Regions from separate parts of the Dromaius novaehollandiae genome. Here region 1 is linked to region 2. The links are chromatin contacts, called in public Hi-C maps. All regions are on one chromosome and are shown on one strand. Each heading gives the region's core, a stretch centred on a gene start, on an enhancer-like site or on the middle of the called end of the contact. The rest is flanking DNA. Distances are from core to core; before and after follow the strand shown.

What was found. Hi-C and Micro-C count contacts between places; a contact is called where the count stands out from the background.
Region 1: a contact with region 2 is called in a Hi-C map of brain, with 4 times the contacts expected there. The contact joins two enhancer-like sites. A contact is called at or near these places in 2 of 4 Hi-C or Micro-C datasets (brain and liver).

Annotation. Positions count from the first base shown.
Region 1 is chr2:117,356,411-117,362,160 of bDroNov1.hap1, reverse strand. It overlaps the pseudogene LOC112997029. Among named protein-coding and RNA genes, the nearest start is that of MYOM1, 10 kb to the left of the region's middle. Within about 2 kb of position 2,215, at least 2 of the 2 cell types and tissues checked have open chromatin away from gene starts, as enhancers often do.
Region 2 is chr2:117,230,052-117,236,207 of bDroNov1.hap1, reverse strand. All of the region lies in intron 6 of DLGAP1 (DLG associated protein 1), which reads right to left. Among named protein-coding and RNA genes, the nearest start is that of TGIF1, 89 kb to the left of the region's middle. Within about 2 kb of position 1,262, at least 2 of the 2 cell types and tissues checked have open chromatin away from gene starts, as enhancers often do.

The sequences.
Region 1 (5,750 bases), core at 966-3,465, 120 kb before region 2:
AGTACAATACTGATACTGCTTTTTAAAAACTTATATGGAAAATCCTAGTGTTTCCTTAAAAAAGATAATGTATATGAGCAGAGTGTGAGTGATAACCTTTTTCCAGATCTGCAGCACTGACAATATAGAAATCATTCTATTTCTTTGCTGCCATTTTTTCTTTCCTCTTCCTGTCTTTTCTCAAAGTGAAGTGAGAATGGTGCTTGAGGAAGAAGGAAGGCGTGCTGCCTCTATGCCCTTTTCTATCTGAAAATACATTATTCTTGCTTTCCAAATATGTTATTCTTGCTTCCCAAGTGAAACAATATATAATTTATTTTTAAGAGCTTCTGCCCACAATGGTGTTCTGTATGTGTGAGAAGGAGGCATTTGTTTTTAGTCCTGTTTCTCATAATTATATCCTGTAGTTCTTGTGGTATGGAATGCATAGCAGATTTGATACAATACTCTGAAGCAAGTTTGCCATAATCTGAATACTTGTAGTTCTTTTTTGTGGTCTTGAGAGAAGTGGTCATCAGTGTTGCTTCTGTCACGTCTAGGAATTGCATTCTTATCCTGTAAGAATTTAGGTTACAAAATTGGAAAATGTCATTTGGCTAAGAGTGTTTTGCTGTTTCCTGGTAGGCTGCTATTATAACAGAATTTTAAAAAAATTCCATGAGAAGACAGTGATTGTGTTAGAGATGCACTGTTCTTTCACAGATAGCCTACTAGGACTATCTCCCTCTGAGAAGGGCAATGCCATAAAAATGAGTTTACTTTCTAGCTTATCCTAGTGAAATTGTGTATGCAAAAGATGTGATGGAAATGCTATTTCCATAACATATTTGATACGTTATGGCTTATTAAGAATATTTACTATCCCAACTCCATGCACAGTGAGTGCTGTTAGGAAATCTCTTTTGGCATTATAAAACCATTAAAAAAGAGTGTGTCGGTGTGTATTTTTCTGTAGCAAATACTTTTTGTCAAAAGTCAGAACTTTCAAACCAGCAGAAATGCTGTGAAGTGCAGCTGGATTTGCCCAAAGAAGCATACTCCCCCATAGCAGAAGGTGCCTTGTGTTCCAGACTTTGCAGCAGAGCTTTCCCCATCTGCTTTTCCCAAGAGCTTTGGAAACTCTGTGTAGCTCCGAGAGTTCTGTCAGTGATACAACCACTAATACCCACTGGCTGTTAATACTTGTTCACTTGATCAGTTTTAAGTGGGTTTAGATCGTATGGTTATTAAAATGATAGCTCTTTACTGATGCTCTTGTTCACACTGATTGGTGGTACCCATAGATCCCTAAGACAAGGACACCACCGTAGAAACCTCAACACAGTTGTTAAAAATTCTTTTCCAAATATAGTTTAAAAACTAAGTGTCTTGGTAAAATTTTCTGTCCTCGGCTCAGGGCTGGGTATATAAGGGTATGTAAAATACAGTGGTACAGGACTTTCATGTAGGTTTTAAGAAACTAACTTTTGTGAAATTTGTCAGTGGTTGGTTTATTTATATCTAAAACATCATTGGCTGTACTGCTACACTTCTGATACTTTCATTTTCTTTTAATCCTGTTGTTTGAACTATGACCTGTAAATAATGTGGTGTTTAGTGTCTTACTGCATTAGGAAATAAACTGGCTGTGTTTTGTTATGGGGAGACCTTGAGCTTTTCGATACTGAATGTGATTTGTATGGAGATAAGAACTCTGGGAATCATCATCTTCTGAGAGTATGACAGAGGCATGCTCATTTTCCCAGTTATTCTTTAAAATGGGTCTTCATACCTGTAAGTAGAAGCTCTGAATCATCTTTATCTTCATCCCAAATAGCTTTAGGAAAGAATGGGGACTATTTGGACACACAAGGGGCCACAGAGTACTAAAAGGTCTAGAAGAAAAGAGGGAACAAGCAGTTCAAAAGTTTCAGAGAAGAGGTTTACTAAGAAGAAACCCAGCTGCTTCAATAATAATTTTTCTCTCAGCTGCTGCTTTTTTTGCTGAAAATACTAAAACTACATTTAGAGGAGGTAGAGACACCGAACTGGAAAAAATAACTTTTGTAGATTATCAGTTAAACAAATTTTGCCGAGTCTGGTGGAGGCAAAGTCAGCCAGTCTTTACCAGCCACCCAGCTGAGGCAGCCTCTCGCATTCCGTCTGCACCACAGGAATGTCTGCAGTATCCTCCTTGCTTCCCGTTGAAGGAAACAGGCTCGGGGCTTGAGGCCGATACTCAGAAGCATCGGTAGGTGGCATTACAGCTCCTAGCACCACTTCAGCTGAGGGGCAAACGGCTCACCATGTAATTTGTTGTTTTTTCAAGTCCCAAAGAGCTCATCTGATGCAACATAAAGAGGGAAACACGGTCTGTTCACACAGAAGCTCTGCTCCTATTGCAACAAAAACTAATGTTGTTGGGATTTTTCAAATTACAGCTTTGGTATGCACTGCATTTTGGCTCTTTCATCAAATTTATTCATTAGAGGAAAGAGTGAAAAGAGATATTGGCAAGCAGTTGTTAGAGTAATGTATGTATAAATGTACATGTGGCGTATGTTTGTAAGAGATAGGATTTCAAAAGTACTTATGGCCTTTGTAACTCTAAAAACAGATATGCTCCCTATGCACTTCTTACTATCTCAGTAAGTGCTCTTGCTCTGTTGTACAATGAGTTTTGAAAAATCTACCCCAAATTCAAATTTGTTTGTTTGAATAACATTGTTTACATATTAAAGACTAAAACTATTGGGATTTAAACTAAACTATTGAGACTTAGGGTGAATCTGCTGGTATTTCTCTATAGCAATAAACATCAATTGCTAAACACTAGTTTTTGCTCATGGGTTAGGGTTATAGTACTATATAGTAATTCCTGTATTCCATTTAGCCTTGTGATGATGAACTGTAATTCACTAACACCATTGTTTTTAGCCTAGCATTTAGGAGAAATTTTGGTTTACCCTCTCGGGTTTTATGGCATTTAACTGCTCTGATAAAGCATGCTAGAGTGACTGATAAAACTGACTTTTGGTGGCTAATTCAGAGGCCTGGGATTTTTCTTGCAAAGAAATCTTAAACCCCCTGCTCACTGCTGATCCAGAAAGTGCTTTAAAGCTCCTATTTGTCTGGAGCCAGTAACTCTGGTTTTATGGAGTAACCGTAGTTTGAGTCCTAACAAAATCAGTCTTGGTAACAGCCACAAATTAGGTGGGGTTTTTTGTGTGGGTTTTTTTGTTTGTTTGTTTGTTTTTTGGGGTTTTTTTAAGTTCAGTTACTTTGTAGTTGGATCACTTAGGTACGGGCTAGAGCGATGCACCCTTGAATCCTCTCAGCTAACAGAGAGAATTAAAAGTAGGTCTACAACATTCAGGCTGAATATTGAACAACTGAACAACTGAGTAAGGGAGGGTGGAACCATCACAAGCAGCTGTGCTTCTTATTATGCTTTTTTCCTTTTCTTGTGATGGAGAGGCTTAGGCAATGAGCTGGGCAGAAAGGATTAGGGAGATCAATTCTACCTGAAGGAAGACTCGGTCTTGTTGTCTGAGGTGAAGCTCCCAAAAGTGGGGGCTGGTATGCTTGTTACCTGTGGTTGTGGAGGCAACACCACTGAACCCAAATGAGTTTTTCCTCTCCAGGACTGTTGGTGAGAAGCGGTGCCTCACCAGGGAACTGTCTCGCACATCCTGTACCTGGCCTAACACCCCTCAACCCCATTAATGTGGTTAATAACTTGTGAAGGTTGTCGCTGTCCTCACTGTGCCTTAAAGCTGTGCACCATAAGCAGCTGTGACTCTGCACCTGATTATCCTTGAGCGGCTCAGCTATCTGTGTATTGGGGATGGTAACTTTGCAAGCTGTCCCAAGCTGTGCTGTCCTGACTTGTGAATTAGAGCCCTAACTCCTGTAGAGAGAGGAAGGATGACTCCTTTCCTTCCCTTCAGTATTTCTTGTTGATGAGATTCAAAAGATCCTTACTTCATACGCTTGTTTTAATAGTTCCTCTTTTTAGTGCCTGACTCCCCTAGACAGGTAGAGGGAAGCATGTGTCAATCTGGCGGTGTGCTTCACTGTGAAGAGTAGAGGACATGACAAGCTTTCTTCCCTGCCATACCAAACAGTGGGTATTCAATATGACACATCCACACGTCAAATAGAATGATATTTAGTCTAAAAAATGTGAGAGTTCTAAGACAATTCATATAATGAAGCTGACGATAGACTCTAAATACTAGGCACTTGATATCACCTTGTGGACTATTTCCTAGTGGAAGTCATGGTTTCTATTGCTATTCAAATAACTTCTGTTAACTGCTGACTCATCTTTAGTTCCACTATGTGCATCTAATTGCTTAAGCATAAAAATGGTTTTAGTAGCACTCATTTGCTATGAAAGGCAAACCTAACTAGAATTCCTATGTAATCATCACAAAATCAGAAATATCATGTAAATTGAGTATTAAAAACATATTAAGAAGTGTTTGCAAGACTATAATAGTGATGCATTCTAGTCCCAGCAGGCTTCTTTCAGTGAGATGAGAGTTGCAAATTAAAAGACATTTGCAGCTGGGAACTTCCTTTTCAAATAGCTGTAGGTCACTGTGACATTTGAAATGGTTGCAAAAAGCAGTGAGACCACAGTCACTGCACACTGACAACCCCCCCACACACACACTAACACCCCCACATAATATTTCCTTGAGAATTGGCCCAGCTTTATGCCCGATAGCCCTAGCAAGCTTCAGAGCTATAGGACTGAGGTCAGTTAAAAGCAGAGTTGACAAGTTTCACCTTAGCAAGGTAAGTATATGACTCCTGTGAAACATTTTTGGAAGAGAATTAAATGTAACAACTGCAGTTATCGCTTGCCTCATTTTTTTCACCGATAAGGTACGGTATATTTATTAGAACCTGAAACATGTTATGCAAAATTCAAGTTATACTATTGACAATGCTATTAATGTCTTGTTGGCAAAAAGGGGAACATGGCTGTTAATCTAAACTGTTCTATCCTGCCATGCCCCCTCCTCTGCTAATTAAAAGAAAAATAAAAAGGTAGTAATGTTATTTTTAATTGTCAGAAGACAACATTTCTTTTAGACTTTGGCCTTTTTTGTAATTAGTTGAGTATAATCTTAGAATATAACTAGCAATAACTAGTTTCTCTGCTGTCACAAGTGTAGTTATGCAAACTGCATTTGTCTTGCTGATGTTTGTATTGGGGTTCTTTAGCATATCCAAATATTCCATGGCCTCTTTGTCTAGGTGAGACAGATGTAGAGAACAGCAGCACTGTATGACTGTATTTGGGGATGTCCTGCCACAAGCAGACCTGAGAGGAAGGAGGAGTCATCAAACTCCTATGGGAAGATGGCAAGGAATACTCTGCCAAAAGGCAGAACTCTGATTCACTTACTGGAAGGTAACTATGGTCAATTAGTACCCCAAAAGAGGAGGATTAACCGTTATCATGAAGTGCTAGTTATAACTGTGTGATTAGCAGAAACAAAGCCCTATCTGGCAGCAGCTACACCAGAATTTGGAGACAGGTTGCAGTGTGGATGAGGCAGTAATGAGGAGACAGTGATGAGGCTTGTTGGAAGTACTTGGGCATTCCTCTTCTTTTTGTTGCAATGCATATGCTGCCTGCTACCCCTGAAATTTTCTGCCCCATACTTTGGACATGGAATTTGGGTAACTGAGTAGCCACCTAAACTAATGAATATTAAAATACAAGGAAGGGAAGAAAAGAGAAGACAAAAGCT
Region 2 (6,156 bases), core at 13-2,512:
TTTTTAAGAGAAGTGAAAGATGAAATTTTCTGTTGCATAAATGCTTGAAGCTTCATTTTTAATTTGTCATCAGTAATAAACACACAAGCTATACAAATGTCAGTTGGGTTTATGGGAACTTATCACTAATATAACAAGAGATATATCTGCAGAAGAAGTGGAAAAATACAGTAATAACCCCCCCTTTTAACCCTTCGTCCACAGACACATAGAGGGTTAAGCTGTGACAAGTCACGTGAATGACTTGTAGGAGCTAAGATAATGACGAGGTATTAATAAGCTGGAATTTGCCCCAGAGAGATGACACAAAAACCACTTTGCCATGACCGATTTTGCCTGCCATTGCCTTTCTGAAGCTGAAGGCACATGGCAACTTGGCCTTTCCTATGGTCAGGAAGCAGGTGACCATGGCCTCTAAGAGGTCACTGACCCTCTTGATGAGCAAAAACTATCAGGACGTTGGCTTGGGCATTCAAAGTAGAACAGCACAAATCTGGAGATCAGGAGGCAGACTTAATGCCACTAACTTTTCAGGTAGTAGCTCTTCTTCCTATCCTTTCCCTGTGCCCATGACTCTGGCAAATGACTTGATGACTCAAAAAGCATCACATACTTAAAGAAGCTCTTAAATTGGTACCAGCCAGTTCTTACTTAGCATAGCAGGCTCCTGGGATGTAAAGCGGGCACTCAGTCTGTTGGAAAACCAGCTCAGGATATATGCTTTTGCAATCTGGTGGTAATAAAAACCAGCAGCGTATCTCCTAAGCCTCTTCTTCAGACTGCTGACAGTTCTATATGTCTAGTATGTAATTGGCATCAGACGAAGGGAGGTAAACCTATATGATCAGAAATAAAAACCACTCACTAAACCAGATGTATTGCAGCTATCATATTTTCCGCTTATTTTGGCAAATGTTAAGTAATTGCCAATCTGAAATGTGATCAGCTGACCGGCTGTAATATATAATAAATATGTTCATGTTTATATATGTCCCTAGTTTCATTCCCCACATGTACACATTTGAAAAGCTTCATGTTTGGTAGCCTTCACCCAAACATCTGCAATCATTTTAAGCAATAAAACAGTCTGCCATCCCAGCCGAGGCTTTTCAGTGCACACTGCAACTGATGTCATTTTGGCATTTTGGATTTTCAAAAGAAACAAATAGGTTTCCAGGCAAACCACATCACAGAACACACCATGGTTATCAGTTCAAAGAGCCTCATTGGTTCAGCTGCTGGTGCTGTGTTTCATCACGTCTTCCTAAGGTCACGGAGGGAAATGCTAGCCCTGAAATACACATCTGTGTGTACAAACAGCTTCAGACTCCGGTTGTTCTCTCCCCTGCTGCCCCCTGCAACAATCTGCTGTGAAATGCAAGAACTGTCAAGTATAGGCTTGGCTTTAATATGAATCATGCTACTTTCTCGAGTGTGGGTGTTTCGTATATCATTTTAGGGATAAAGGAAAACAGACTGAATGAAACTGAGACCCTTAGTGCACTAGCCTGTTACTTTACTGCAAAAAGGTCCCGCAAATTTATTTGCGACTGTGCATTCTGCTTGCCTTTTTTCTTTCCTCTAGCCCACACCAGAGCTGGGGTGAGAATAAACTCCCCAGTGATCCCAGAAAGGAGAAGAAAAACTGGATTCAAGACAGACTGGTTAGATGGTAGTTTCTTCAGTCTGGCAAGAGGCTAGACATATTTTGGACCCCCCAAATGACCCAGCCTGGATCCAACTTCCAGTGAGCACGAGATTAGACTGGACACAGTGGAGAGAAAACAAAGCTGCCTCTGGGGCTGCCCCAGCGAACCCGGACACAGAGGCAGCTCGTGGCCTCTGAACTTGTCTGCCTCAGGCAAATCCTGGCTGATTCCTGTGCAACTTTTCCACAGCAAATTCTGCTGCATAAATGCAACTTAGGACTTCTAGTAATGGGGATGAGAGTGTGCTAAACAGCTCAATATTGGTAGATATTGATTAAACACTCTACTAACGCTGATGGGCTACCAGTGTTGAAATTGTATCAAGCATGGTAGACATCAGGTCAGCTTTTCAACCAAATATCCTTTTTGAACAGAGAAATAAACTGGTCAGGGGGCAAAAAGGACAACTGAGTTTTTTATTAATAGGTAAATTCGTCCTCCCAGTATTGCTCATGTAATGATAGCATACTCTCTTTAGAATAAAATGTTACACTACCTTGGTAAATAGGTTTGGATCTAGATGAGTTAGGGAAAATATGGTGTAGGAGACACTGTATTTCAGGTAGATGAGGTGTATTTTTTGGAAGGATTACAGTTATCAAAAGAGCACAAACACAAAATGAAGTGTCCTAATACCTTGCTGTAAAAATTTGAGATAGAAATGAAGGAAATGCAAAAGTTGCCTGCAGAAACACACATAACTCTCCTTGAGTTTCACCCTTGAAAATCAGTATCTGCATTGCCACCAGGACTGTTGTGTGGTGCTTCTCTTCCTTGTTTGCAGCCTCACATATGCAGGCACGTGTTGCTGTGACTTATATTCATTTTATAACAGGAGATAACCCCTCATGAAAGGGCCCCAAAAGGTAGTTGTTGTTCAAAGCAGGCATTCAGAAGCATGGTTCTCTAAAAATGTGTTATTAAAGAGGAACTACATGAACTTTGCAAGTCTATTTTCCCAAAGGCAAGCCAACCTTTTTTCCCTTGTTCCTATCCCTGAGGTGTGGGATTTCTTTTCACAGCCACAGATCCTGAAGGATCCTAGAGAGAAACGATTCTTCACGTTAGGAATGCCTTGTATGCTGTCCGTACATGCTGCCTGGCAAAACCTTCTGAGCGCTAAGGTAACGTCACAGTGCTTACTTTTGAACGTAAGTCATTCTTGGCATTGCAAATTTTAACTGTTTGTAGCACCCTGGCTTACTGTGGCATATGATTGCTCCAACAGTTAAGGTCACTTGTCCTTTCCACAGGCATGCCTACCTGATAAATAAATTTAATATTCCTAAGCGTGTGACCTTTGTTCATGTCTGTCTCATTCAGTTATATTGTACTGCTATTTCTTTTTGACTTGAGATGATAGTCAGCTTTGGATTAGATAGCTGTTGACTGCTTGATGGAGTAAGCAATCTTTGAATATCTGTTAACAAAGAATAAACGTAGTCTGACTTCCCTGAACCCTGAAAAATAAAATAGGAGAAGAAAGAGTTCTGTCTTATCAATCTAAGCTGCTATCAGCCCACACTTTAACCAAAAATAGTCATTCTATATTTATTTCCTCCCGTTAGTGTCATACCGTGAGACTTTTCAGGCTATATATAGCTTTTCTGATGTACTTTGATGAGATTCTGTTATTTCTGTCATGCACTAATAGATACAGCTCAACAAATCAATGCCCCAGCTCTTGTATTTGCTATTGCACTCTGGCCTCAACAGATATTCACCATGTTTTTATGTTTTGGATGATAGCAACTGATTGCTTCAGCTCTATAAAACAACTTGGGGATTTCTATACTCAGTGGAGGACAGTGGCTATACGCACAAGCTCCTGTGAAGATTTGTCCCAGCAAGCCAGTATCTCCAAGCTAACCATCAGGATTCATCATAAAAGCTAATTAAAAAAAATATTATTTCCCTTCACCACAGTGCTGCAATACTGTTGCAGAAGACACAACTGTGCTATTCAGGAGATGCCAACAGGTCACAGAAATGTTTTAATCTAAAACATTTCCAATGAATTGATTATTCACAAAGGCTCAATTCAGTTCCTGTCAGTCAATGGAGAGAGAAGATTGCTCCAGAAATAGATTCAGAGCACAGGTCTGAATCACAGAGCACTAAGGTAACAGTTGGAGGATTCGCTATCTTCAGCGGTAGCACCAGTACCTCAGCCACATCCTGCCACTTCTGCAGTTCAGCATGCTTCATCCCCACCCATACCAAACCACATCAGTGTCAACCTGGTCAGGTACATGATCCACATTAAAGTTTTTACTTGTCTTTTCACTGGCTGTAGAAGGAGTCTAGGGAAATTTATTTTCCTAAGGTGAAGCTGGCCTTTATATTCTCTTATTCTCTGGCCCTTACTTCTCTCCACACTGTTAAAAGATTGAAATCTGTATGTTGATTTGCACCTTCAAAATTAGGAGTGATGCATCACCTTGTAACTAAGGAATTAGAACTGAACTCACAGAGATACTGAGCTTTAGACAGATTTACAAAAACACACCTGCTGAAACATCTGGCTACGCCAGGTTTTCTGTGAATTTTACCAGGCACCTATCTACACTGTTAAAAACCTAAATACATTTTCCCTCCTCTACATTTATCTTGGCATAATTAAAATTCAATTCTAGTTCTCTCAGACATTTTTTTAACCTATTGAAAGGAAAAGATTCATTGCTTGAATAATTTGTGTATAGCTCTGATTTAATGAATCAACAATTAAACACCCACCTCTAATAATGCCCAGACAGGATATAAAAAGATCTCCACAGTGCAAGTCATCAACCTGAATATATTAAGCATTTTCCAAGCCATTATTACAACACCAAGATCCTCTTTTAATCACTGTGGGCTCTGTAAGCTGACACACCTAAAAGAGAATAGGCTAGGCTTCATTAAATCTTACACACCTGCAATAAAATTATTAATAAAACCTAAGCTTTGCTGCAGAATCCTTAATCTTGGCAGCACTGTGAAAGCCAGGGCTATACAACTTAACCTAAGGCTCTGCTTGGATTTGTTTCGTTATTTGTAAATGAAGTAAATTTCTTACAAAAGGTGCTTTTTACAGAATACCCTTTTCAGAACAGAATTGAATTTTGATGTCTTTTCCTTTAAAAAGGCAGCCAGATTGCATAATGAGCTGATGCTTGCTTCATATTCTACAGGTGAAACTCAGTGTAATGGCTGTGGAAAGTTAAGCTGTTAACCTTGTAAATAATAGAAACTAAAAGCAGTGAGTGCAGAAGCATTAATTATATGTGGGGAAAAAAGCAGAGAGTGAGTCTTGGTTTTAGTCTATTGTCTGGGAAGTTCAGCTGCAAACTGCAGCAGCTTCCCATCTGTCCCTCGTATTGTGTGAGCTATAATGGAGTTGAGTCAGTTTGTCCATTGAAGTGCCTTTCTAAAAACACTGGCACAGATTCACCTTTGGGTTTTCCGTGTGTTTCCTTTCTACCAGTTGCTGATAAACTGCAAATCAATTGCAAAAGCCTCTGTAGGAAGGGCCTAGGGGTTCACCTTTCCAGGTCCCAGCTAGCTGAGATGTCCTGGGCAGATGAAGGACTGACTTTTGGCAGGCGCAGAGGCAAAATACACGTATAGCTGCTGAAGGGCAGAGGCATGGCTGTGGTGAGTTGAAGTATGGGGCACTTCAACCGTCACTTAGAGGATCACAGAACTGCATTTGTTGGATCTGCACCTTTTGGGTCAAGCATATATGGTGGAAGGGAGAGTCCTTTTTACTTGGGGAACAAAGTCACAAAAGCAGAACTGTGATTCTCCTCAGCCATATGAGATTTATCTATGAGGTCTAGACCCGTGATCTGTTGTTGCATACAACAACTACTTTTTCCCATAGAAGATTTTCTGGATAGAAATAAATGATCCTGTGATAGTCCCAAACTCCTTAAATTTCCAAAGAATAGTCAACCTCCTGGCTCCTTTCTTATCTGTGTACCCAGATTTTCTTCCAAAGAAATCCAGGGTACCTGGGGAAATGGTTGCATCCCGGTTCCTTTCCAGCATGCAGGCAGGCAGCACACCTTGGGACCCGGACTCTGAGGGCCCTGTGGGCTACACCAGTTTGGACAGATACTGTGACAGAAGCAGGGCATGTGTGGATAAATCAAGACAAAAGACTCATTTAATAAACAAGTGAAAATGGTTATTTCTTATGTCCTGCTCATCTGGCTCTGCACACTAAAGTGTCAGCACTTTAGTATTGCAGACAAATCTTAAAAAGTTATCAGACCATAGGTATGTCTTATGTATCAACTCTTTGGTACAAAGAATCAGTTAGTATATTAGCATCAACACTGAAGAATGATGAAGCATGCAAACACTTTCAATCATCACTAGAATGAACAGTTTTGCCTTTTACATTTTTGTAGAGTTATGTCATTCGAATCTTTTTCCTTGGTTAGAAGACTCAGTCACACTA